Regions from separate parts of the Salvelinus alpinus genome. Here region 2 is linked to region 1. A link is a contact called in public Hi-C data. All regions are on one chromosome and are shown on one strand. The core of a region is the stretch at or near the end of the contact, and the rest is flanking DNA. Distances in the headings are between cores, read along the strand shown.

Region 1 (5,465 bases), core at 1,444-3,943:
GGGCTATTTGACCAAGAAGGAGATTGATTGAGTGGTGCATCAGATGACCTGGCCTCCACAATCACCCGACCTCAACCCAATTGTGATGGTTTGGGATGGGTTGGACCGCAGAGTGAAGGAAAAGCAGTCAACTAGTGCTCAGCATTTGTGGGAACTCCTTCAAGACTGTTGGAAAAGCATTCCAGGTGAAGCTGATTGAGAGAATGCCAAGAGTGTGCAAAGCTGTCATCAAGGTAAAGGGTGGCTACTTTGAAGAATCTCAAATTTAAATTATATTGGTTACTACAAGATTCCATGTGTTATTTCATAGTTTTGATGTCTTCACTATTATTCTACAATATAGTAAAAAAAAAAATTAAACCCTTGAATGAGTAGGTGTCCAAACTTTTGACTGGTAAAATCAAATCAAATGTTATTAGTCACATGCGCCGAATACAACAGGTGTAGTAGACCTTACAGTGAAATGCTTACTTACAAGCCCCTAACCAACAATGCAGTTAAAAAAAATATGAATAAGAAATAAAAGTAACAAGTAATTAAAGAGCAGCAGTAAAATAATAGCGAGATTATATTACAGGGGGGTACCAGTACAGAGTCAATGTGCGGAGGCACCGGTTAGTTGAGGTAATATGTATATATAGGTAGAGTTATTAAAGTGACTATGCATAGATGATAACAACAGAGAGTAGCAGCGGTGTAAAAGAGGGGGAGGGGGCAATGCACATAATTTGGGTAGCCATTTGATTAGATGTTCAGGAGTCTTATGGCTTGGGGGTACTGTATATATCTTATTTATTAAATCGTGATGGGAATTCAAGAATTTTGCTATTGCTTTCCAAAATAGTTCATGAAATGTGCATATCCACAGGTTTCCATTGTTCTCATACTATTGAGATTTACCAGTCATGGGAGATGGGCCCGGGGATTTGCCAGCCATATTTCTGAGCGTCTTTCAGAGCTGTGCCCAGCAGAGCAGCCTGGTGCATGAGCTTCTTGGGAATGCAGCCCACGTTCACGCACGTACCACCAATGCCCCACTTAGTACCTGAAAGGGAAGCATGAGATTTTTGGTTTATCTTCAATATTCATGCAGATTGGTCACAACATGCATACTGTTTCTTTACTCTGAGAGAAGGAAGGAAAAATGCGTTTACGGTTCAAGTCAAGCTGATTATGATGGAATGTCCAGTCAGTATAACATTTCTCTTACCTTTAACTGACGGCTCCACATAATCTAACACAGCAACTTTCTGTCCTAGCTGAGCCGCTGAAAACAAAGTACATGATGTTTTGGTCAATCGTCACGTTCACTAAAGCTGCAATTAGACCAGTGGAGGCTGCAGAGGGGAGGACAGCTCATAATAATGGCTGGAAAGGAGCGAATGCAACGGCATCAAACACATAGAAACCATGTGTTTGATACCATTCCACTCCAACCATTACCACGAGCCTGTCCTCCCAAATTAAGGTGCCACCATCCTCCTGTGAATTAGACATTATCCCACATATAGAACCTTCCCACATAAGGGTCCATTGAGCCAGTCAACCTGGTAACAAACCATCTGGGGTACATGATTGTATACTATCCTCAAGAACAGTGGTTCCCAGTGGTGGAAAGTAGTACTTAAGTAGTGTTTTTTTGTGTATCTGTACCTAACCACTTATATTTGACATCATTTAATGGACTACTTAAAGTTGTAATAGTAGAATGCACACGGTGCAATTTCGAAATTGGGTAGTGCATCATCCGTTTTCCTCTAGTCATGTCCATCATTGCAGACCGTAGAGCGCTATTTGTAACTTGTCAGAATTGTCAAGATCAACTAGCCCATGTCAGCTAACGTTTTTTTAGCCCATTGACTTTGTTGCAATGTTTGACCTACTCAAATATCATATGAACACACAAGACAAATGACCAAATGTATAGAACTGCAGGAAATAAGCTTTAAACCTGCAAAATGTTCTCTCAGCAAACAAGAGGGGTTTGAACAGTTTGTCATTAACAGTGCTTGTGCCCATAGAAATAGGCTTGGGCGCTATGTTCCTCAACGCGGAGTGAAAGTTAGTTCAAGAACACCGACTGCTCAAGAACACCGACTAAACAAAAGGTAAATCCCTAGCTCATAACGTATTGTAATACTAATGCTGAGATTGAGACACTCACCTTCTTTGGAACAAGCCAGACCCCCAGAGCCACCACCAATAACGACGAGATCATAGTCAAATGTTCCTGTAACAAACCAAATGCCATGCCATTCAATCTCTATTGGACAATGCTGATAGTAATACCATAATAAACATAGCCGAAATATATGCCTGAGGTTACTCATCAACCAAGCTGACAAGTGCATAGTGAAGGGCATTTGAAAATAGCATGTTATTCTACCAAAGACACGTAATGTCGACAAGGAATACTTCACACTGACAGCTTGTTTGGCAGTGACAGGTAGCTTAGCTAACGTTAGCAGGGTCATGTTAGCCACTGTAGTGTAGCAAACAAAAAAACGAAACGCTGTGCGATAATCTGTCAGCTTGTCACAAGCTAACTAGTAATATGGCAACAACCTCCCTACCAGTCAAGTTTCTCGTAAGAAGTTGAATGCAGTTGGTGCGTTTCCACCGGTGTCTGACTCTACATAAGGCTGCCATGTTGTTATTACAAAAGGACCTTCACCGAGTCATAGGCGTCTGGAAATCTGCCTGACCTATTTTACGTATGTGAGGCACATTCACTAACGCAACGTTGTCAAATGTTGCAAAGTTGAAATGGCGTTGTAGTGTTGGAAATAGAACATTAAATAAATTGCTACTGTAGTAGCTACGTAATAAATACGTACATTTGATAGACTAGGTCAGGCTTAGACAAGAAATTAAAAATACAGGAGGAGTTTGTGAAATATGACTTAAAATAGGAATATTTACATTGTTGGATTCCAAACAGTAACTGATTTGGTATTAGCATGTTTTTTTTATATAGATTAAATCAGGTCTCATTTAACCATGCAGACAAGAAAACTATATAAGAGAATAGTGACAACTTTCTGCAATACATTCGTGTTTCGGCTTCAGGTAAAATACATGAAGCTGTATATCCTTGCATTTGTGCGGAATACCAAACAAACATACACAGTCAACATGTTCTTTCCAGGCATGGTTTATTGAAAACACACCAAATTTATACTCTACAAATCTGTATTTTTTCCATTATTTAAACAAGCATAACACTTGCCTCTGGGTATTAGTAAAATTAACATAATACATTATGTCACTGTGGCACCGCTCTGATAGCTACGAAAGTAATAACAACTTACTCTATGAAATCAAACCATTTTTTATGTCTCCATCTTTTAAAAGTTTATAATTCAATGTAATACAAGGCAAATATCCACCAACAGTCTAGACTACACTGAGGACAGAGTGGGTGAATGTGTGAGTGTGTGAAAGTAGGGGGAAGGGAGAGATGGATAGGGAGCCTGACAGAGAAAAGAGGTAAACAGAGAAAGGGATGAGGGCGGAGGGAGGATAAAGCATGATATAAAACACATTTTCTTGATCTACCATGGAAAAGGTTAAGGCACATGATAGTTACAAACACATTTGCTACTGATACAGTTACTTTATTTTGAAGAGTTTGAATCAGTGATGTCTACACAGGTAGGTCTTGCCCCTTTGATTCAATTTCTGCCCCATTTTCTTGCATTTCTTTCACAGCATCTTGTTTAGTAAATGTACAATTAGTTGTACATCCACAAACAAGCTCCTGGACTACTTTCATATGTATATAAATACAACGGCAGTTCCTTTGGTTGTGTACTCCAAAATGCAGTCAGGAATAGACAGTCAGAGATGAATAATCCAATGAAAAGCACATAGTTCTGAGGACGTATGTCGACATGGAGAACGTTACTTTTCTCTGAAATCAAAAGTTAATACATGTACTTTTTAATCTTTATTTTATCACATAAGTCTTTGTAAACACAGTGTAAAATATGCAAGCTTTATAAAATCACATCACAAAGAAACTCAGACGCAGGCACATGCCATTCTCCTATAGCCGACGCATGAGTTGAGCTGTTCTGTAGTGGAGGCCCCCCTCACTAGTCCCAGGATTGGGAGAGAGAAGGTTCATAGTGCAGTGTCCACATGGAGATGGAGAAAGACGAATCACAACACCACTACTAAATCTTTACCCACGTGCAGTTTAGCTTGTCTTTTGTCCCTTTAAAAGACAACGGCGTAATCTTCTACTACATTTCAACTGCCTCTAGAGAGAACAAAAAATAAAGTAAAATCGGACTTTGTATACTTTGTACAATGTGATGCAAATTCTGCCTTGAACCACATGAAACTGCTCCCCTCTGTTCTCTGCGGATGTGAATTACTTGAATATCCAATTACACCACAAAAACTGGCACTTAAAGAATATATAAACATCTGTACATTTGCTCATGCTGGTTTCAAATAGTTCTTTAAAGATGCATTGGCAAAATCAAAGCACGTTTTTAGGTTATCAGCGACTATATAATTGCAGTGTGAAATGAAATGGAATTCTAGCACTGCTGTCTATCCCTGCTGCTGCATCCACCCATCCTTCTCTTGAGTGACCCCTGCTGAACTATCCACTTCCCCTCTCTTTCTCCCCCTCCCTAATCTCCTACAAAGATTTGGAGACCAGGTCATCAGTCCATCACACCTTTAAAAAAAAGCTGAAGATAAATGTCTTCTTTTTTCAATTTTGACAGTACAAAATATAAATATGTAATTAACATGACTCTACATATTTGATACACACCTAAATGATGTAGTTATTTCTGTTTACAAACATGGTGATCCTTTATCCAATGAATGTGCTTCCGAAACGACCTGTTATGAGTACACAATTAAGTTTGTCTTGTTTTTTTTTGTTGTTTTTTTTGCTTTTCTTTGACCCTAATATACATTTATAAAACCAACAAAAATATATAACGCTTTTAGGTTCTACCCTTTGACAACAGGAGCATGTACACTGAATAAAAATATAAACACACCATGTAAAGTGATGGTCAATGTGTCATGAGTTGAAATAAAAGATCCCAGAAACATTCCATAGGCACAAAAATATTATTTCTCTCAAATGTTTTGCAAAAATGTGTTTACATTCCTGTAAGTGAGCAGTTTATCCTTTGTCAAGATAATCTATCCACCTTACAGATGTAGCATATCGAGAATCTGATTAAACAGCATGATCCTTACATAAGTGCACCTTGTGCTGGGGACAATAAAAGGCCACTCTAAAATGTGCAATTTTGTCCCACAATGCCACAGATGTCTTAAGTTTTTAGGGAGCGTACACAATTGGCATGCTGGCTGCAGGAATGTCCACCAGAGCTGTTTCCAGATAATTTAATGTTAATTTCTCTACCATACGCCGCCTCCAATTTCGTTTTAGAGAATTTGGCAGTACGTCCGGCCTCGCAACCGCAGAC
Region 2 (5,465 bases), core at 819-3,318, 290 kb after region 1:
CACAGCAAGCTCTGGCTTCACAATAGTGAAATGAACATGAAGATTGATTTGCCATTTAAAATGGTGGAGGTGGGAGACAGTCAAATTATGGCACTTTTTTTCAGAGAGATTGTTGCACTTTTCATGTAATTGTCTTTGGGAAATACGTTTTAGCTTGATTTAGACATAGGACAGTGTGAATTATTCAAATCATACATAATGGGTGCTATTCTTATTTTGTTAATTGGATTAAAATATTATTTTGAGGTGTGTGCTTAAGTGTATTGCCAAAGAACACATGTAATTTAATAAGCAAAGTAAATTATTTACATTTAACATTGCATCTATTTTCTCAACACTGGCTTTGTGGCTCAGTCTGCCTTCTACTAGCCAAGTTTGTTTGTATCTTCAGTTGAAGTGTAAAATGCTAACACTCTTTAAAGCAGCAGCAGCCATCAATATCCTACTAAAATTCTGTAATAAGAATGACCGGTTTGGTTTCCTAAACTCAAGTCTGGTGTTTAACCTTCCTGTGACAGAATTATGAAGGCATATTGCAACAGGCTGCCTTGTAGAATAATAGTTATCATTTTCACAGATTTTGACTTTGCGACCGAGGTTTGCTTGTTAAATAAAACAGAGGAAAGCACTTCAAATGTTTTTCTAAGTGGTAAACAATGTGTTTTTCTTTATTTTCCTGCCTTGTTCCACATACTGCATAGGAGAGACATTTCACAGCAAGGAAAACAAACTAAAATGATTATTTTTGTCACTCACATCTGCAGTGTTCGGTCTCTGGTTTTTACCCACTTATTCACATTTGTGAGAGTTACGATGGAGTGACTGTTACAAATTGTGTTGATGATGTACCGCCTCCCAATGAGGATCCTTCAGTGGTTTTCTAGGTTTTATGTTACTGACATCCGGTATCCATAGAAGTACAGAAACCTGTTAACCACATCACCGGTGTCTTGATATAAATTGTGAATATGGTACTTTTTAATCTGTATTTATAGAACAATTTTCTGTGTTTGCAGAACACGGGAGTTGTTATAGAACTCCAGCAAAAAACGACTAGCTGCATGTTGCTTATGAGTGCATTTCACACAACTTTTGGATTATAATGGGATTTTAAGGCTTTTATGAATGTTCTGCTTGATATAATGTTGGTGTCATCATCGCAAATCAACTGCATTGTACTTCAACCAGTAAAATGGCTCTTTGGCTAGCTTTTCCCTACAGCCTATGTCAATGAGCGTTAGCATTCTAGCTAACAATTGCTGCATCCAAAATACTTATTTGCAAAGATCACAACCAAATATAATTTTAGCGATTGTTAAAGCAAGAATCAAAGCATCATTGTAAGCGTATGAGAACCCCAAAAGTTATTTTGTTTAGAACTAAGAAAACGATAAATCTAGGCTATGTTGAATTTGCGCAGATGGCCGTCAAGAGTAGCGCGCATCTAATTTATGCGTTACGTCAGTGTCGTATACTGGAAAAGGGTCTATTGCAAATGTCATGTATTCTTTCAGGAATAGATCTGATAAGGCAATTTTATTAGACAATCGCAAGTTTATTAACGCAATGTCGTGTATGGTTTGTCGCTGAATAAACTGTGGCCAGTGCAACGGTTGTCACAGTTCCTATGTTTAAATATTGATTTATATAATTTGCAGAAACTTTTGAATCTTCAGTAAACACGATGGGTATGTCTGAGTGTTGTTCAGAGGCTCTATGCAGATTAGAAACAGCAGGGTTCTAATTTTAGTAGATTATGCAGATAAAATTGCATACAATGTTTCATGTATTATGATTTATCTCGTTTCACTGATCGCTACTTTGCATACAATGTTACTGGTGAAGACATTGGGTGAAGATGATTGCCACCCAGCGTCAGTATGTGGCCACTGCAATTCGCAACCCAATTGTGCCTACCGTTCTCATTGGTCAACTGTGATATATTCTAATGTTTGATTGGTCGATTTATTCCCGCAGTGAGGCAAAGGCCTGCCTTTGTCGGTTGTTGATTAGTGTGCCCACGTAGAACTAAATGGTGATTGGACTCTTCACCGCTCAATCTTCAAAATGCCGGTATTGGGGGTGGTGTTTCAGAAGAATTCTGCAGCTGTCTGCAAGATGGCGGAACGGGGAAGGGATCTGTCTGGCCTCGTTAAAAGAATAAAATAATTTATGTTTGCTAGTTAAGGGAAGAACATTTTGTAAATGAAATATAGGTGAGTGATCAAATGTGCTCATTGTTTCTGTTTTTAATATTTAGCCCAGTCATTTTGACACCTAATTGTGTAGCTTAACCGCTTAGCTTCAAGTTTGAGCTAAGCTAACCAGGTAGCTAAAGTTAGCTAGGCTAGTGCGTAGAAGGACAGTACAAATTGCTCGTTTTTTGAAATCGTTCAGTTTCGACGGTGCCCCATATTGCTAACTATTAGCAAAAGTTTTAGCATTAGATGACTTTGTAGGGTGAATCCAGTTAACGTTAGCATTCTGCAACCAAGTAAGGCTTTTTCTTGCACTGCTTGGCCTGTGGTGCTGGCATTAGTAAGCCATCATAAAAATGCTGCATAATGTGCATAGCTACCGTGGCTACATGTTTTTGCACCGCAATGTTGCTCTCTTGGCATCAATTATTGACTGACATGTCTCTGTTTTTCTAGCTCTGACGGAGGATTTGACAGTGGAGGAGTCGCAGTGCCTAGAACCCGAGTAATATAAGCTGAATGCATTGTGATTTCCAATAATTGAGACAGTGATTCTAAAAAGCTGTCTACATTAATGAAAAGAACAATGTAGTCAGCTTAGCATATTCAACACTGGTACATGATCAACACAGGGAAGTTGTTTTGTTCGAAATCTTGTGCAATGTGCTTCTGCATGCATTTGAGCTAAATACTTATTAGAACAGGTTGCAAAAACAGCCAGGGTGACCCATAGAGAATTTATTGTATTTAGTAATTCATAAGACAGTCAACATGGAGATAGATGACATATTACCCCCCTTGCCGTTGGAGCCACCTGATGATTTAAACTCGGAGGGCCTTAATGGTAAAGCGCAGCCTCCACCACCTCCCCTGCAAACGTCCAGTGACGCAGAGGAAATGGACGTTAGCTCTGGTGGTGATGGACAGACACACACCCCAGCAGGGGACCAGGACCTGGGGCTCCTCGCCAAGGGCTCCATAACCTTCAGTAATAACCTGTCAGATGAGGCTGAACCCAGCGCACTGTGCCCTAGAACAGCCCGCCATGCGCCCCCTGTCACCAAGTTCCTACCAGAGCTTAAGTTACTACAAGACATTAAGATCAGTGTCAGCGTTGTAGATAGCAGCAGGTGCAAAGATAGGAAGGTGCTGTACACAGGGATCGGTCAGGAGGGTGGTGGTGTAGGGGAGACCAGCTCAGAGGGCCTTAATGGTGAGTTGCATGATGCCGATACAGAGCTAGGGGCTGTTGAGGGTAGCTCAGGACTGGGGAACGGGATGGTCTGTGGCAGTGCAGGGAGGAGAGGGGAAGAGGCAGACCTGGAGAACAAAGTGGAATTTGCGGTCTTGGACGAGCTGGAGGACTTCAGTCAGGACTTCCTGGATACGGAGAATGTGGAGCAGGGGGGTTTCAGGTCTGAGGAAATGGTTCAACCGGAGAATGCTGACGAGGAGAACCTGAATTACTCATATGAGGTACGTAACCAAGGGGCCCTGTCTTTGCCTCTGCAGAGCCTTGTCATTGTCCACTCACTGATCTTTTGTGCCTTGTTCACACTGTAGGGCTGACCCGAAACCATAATGGCTTGGATATTCTTTTCACATCATCCTTTCCAGCACAGTTCCAGCAACTATGGAAGATGCGTAACAACGATACAGATAATGATTTTTGTGTGGAGAACTTACCGATATTGAAATATCTGCCGTAATTAAAACATACTTTTTTTACACTGGGGAAATGAAAAATAGTTATTTTTCACACTGCATTTTTATAAATTGCCATCCAAACCAGCAATTGTCCAAGAAATATGCTTCAAATGTTGATTTCTTACTTTGTGAAATGAATGACGCATCATGAGAATGGCTGCCAGTGTTCAGATAATCATAAGTTATAATTTTTGTTATCCTATTTATCGGTGGAATTATTGTCCGATAATAGGGATAAAAAGCCAATATCAACAGATATCGGTGGACCGCAATAATATCATTCAGGCTCTAGTGACGATGTTACCCCAGTATGGTTTGGCTCTGTAATGTGAAAAGGGTAATAGTGTATAGTCATTTTTCTGGTGATATCGGAATAAAATGTCAGCTTGTTCATCGTAGTTTTGATTCTTGATGGAAGCAGCAGAAATTCATTATTTTTCTACTTGAGATTGAGGTTGACATACACTACCGGTCAAGTTTTAGAACACTTACTCATTCAAGGGTTTTTCTTTATTTTTGCTTTTTACTACATTGTAGAATAATAGTAAAGACATCAAAACTATTAAATAACACATATGGAATCATGTAGTAACCAGAAAAGTATATAACAAATCAAAATATTTGAGATTCTTCAAATAGCCACCCATTGCCTTGATGACAGCTTTGCCTACTATTTGCATTCTCTCAACCAGCTTCATGAGGTCGTCACCTGGAATGCATTTCAATAAACAGGTGTGCCTTGTTAAAAGTTCATTTGTGGAATTTCTTTCCTTAATGTGTTTGAGGCAACCAAGTGTGTTGTGACAAGGTAGGGGTGGTATACAGCAGATAGCCCTATTTGGTAAAATACCAAGTCTATATTGGAGCAAGAACAGCTCAAAAAAGCAACGATAAACAACAGTCCAACATTACTTTAAGACACGAAGGTCAGTCAATCGGGAACATTTGCAGCCCAAATAAATGCTTCAGAGTTCAAGTAACAGACATTCAACATCAACTGTTCAGAGGAGACTGTGAATCAGGCGCTCATGGTCGAATTGCTGCAAAGAAACCACTACTAAAGCACACCAATAAGAAGTAACTTGCTTGGGCCAAGAAACATGAGCATTAGACCGGTGGAAATCTGTCCTTTTGGTCTGATGAGTTGAGATTTTAGATTTTTGGCTCCAACTGCCTTTGTGAGACGTGGTGTAGGTGAACGGCTGATCTCCGCATGTGTGTTTCCCACCGTAAAGCATGTAGGGGGTGGTGTTACGGTGTGGGGGTGCTTTGCTGATGACACTGATTTATTTAGAAATCAGCACTTAACCAGCATCCCATCTGGTTTGCGCTTAGTGGGACTATCATTTGTTTTTCAACAGGACAATGACCCAACACACCTCCAGGCTGTGTAAGGGCTAGTTTACCAGATGACCTGGCCTCCACAATCATCTGACCTCAACCCCAATTGAGATGTTTCTGGGATGAGTTGGTCCGCACAGTGAAGGAAAAGCAGCAAACAAGTGCTCAGCATATGCGGGAACACCTTCAAGACTGTTGGATAAGCATTCCTCATGAAGC

Evidence for each region. Hi-C and Micro-C count contacts between places; a contact is called where the count stands out from the background.
Region 2: a Hi-C map of red muscle shows a contact between it and region 1, with 6 times the contacts expected there. The contact joins the promoter of LOC139576572 here to the promoter of txnrd2.2 in region 1. A contact is called at or near these places in 2 of 3 Hi-C or Micro-C datasets (muscle and red muscle).

The regions. Positions count from the first base shown.
Region 1 is chr5:67,375,969-67,381,433 of SLU_Salpinus.1, forward strand. txnrd2.2 (thioredoxin reductase 2, tandem duplicate 2) reads right to left here and starts at 2,694. Exons shown (of 17, transcript XM_071402799.1): 1 at 2,574-2,694; 2 at 2,165-2,230; 3 at 1,211-1,267; 4 at 901-1,045. The coding sequence starts at 2,649. It overlaps LOC139576570 (splicing regulator ARVCF-like), which reads right to left. Exons shown (of 23, transcript XM_071402800.1): 23 at 3,139-5,465.
Region 2 is chr5:67,668,294-67,673,758 of SLU_Salpinus.1, forward strand. It overlaps LOC139576572 (microprocessor complex subunit DGCR8-like), which reads left to right and starts at 2,069. Exons shown (of 14, transcript XM_071402813.1): 1 at 2,069-2,216; 2 at 2,655-3,674. The coding sequence starts at 2,970. It overlaps tango2 (transport and golgi organization 2 homolog (Drosophila)), which reads left to right. Exons shown (of 9, transcript XM_071402810.1): 9 at 1-654.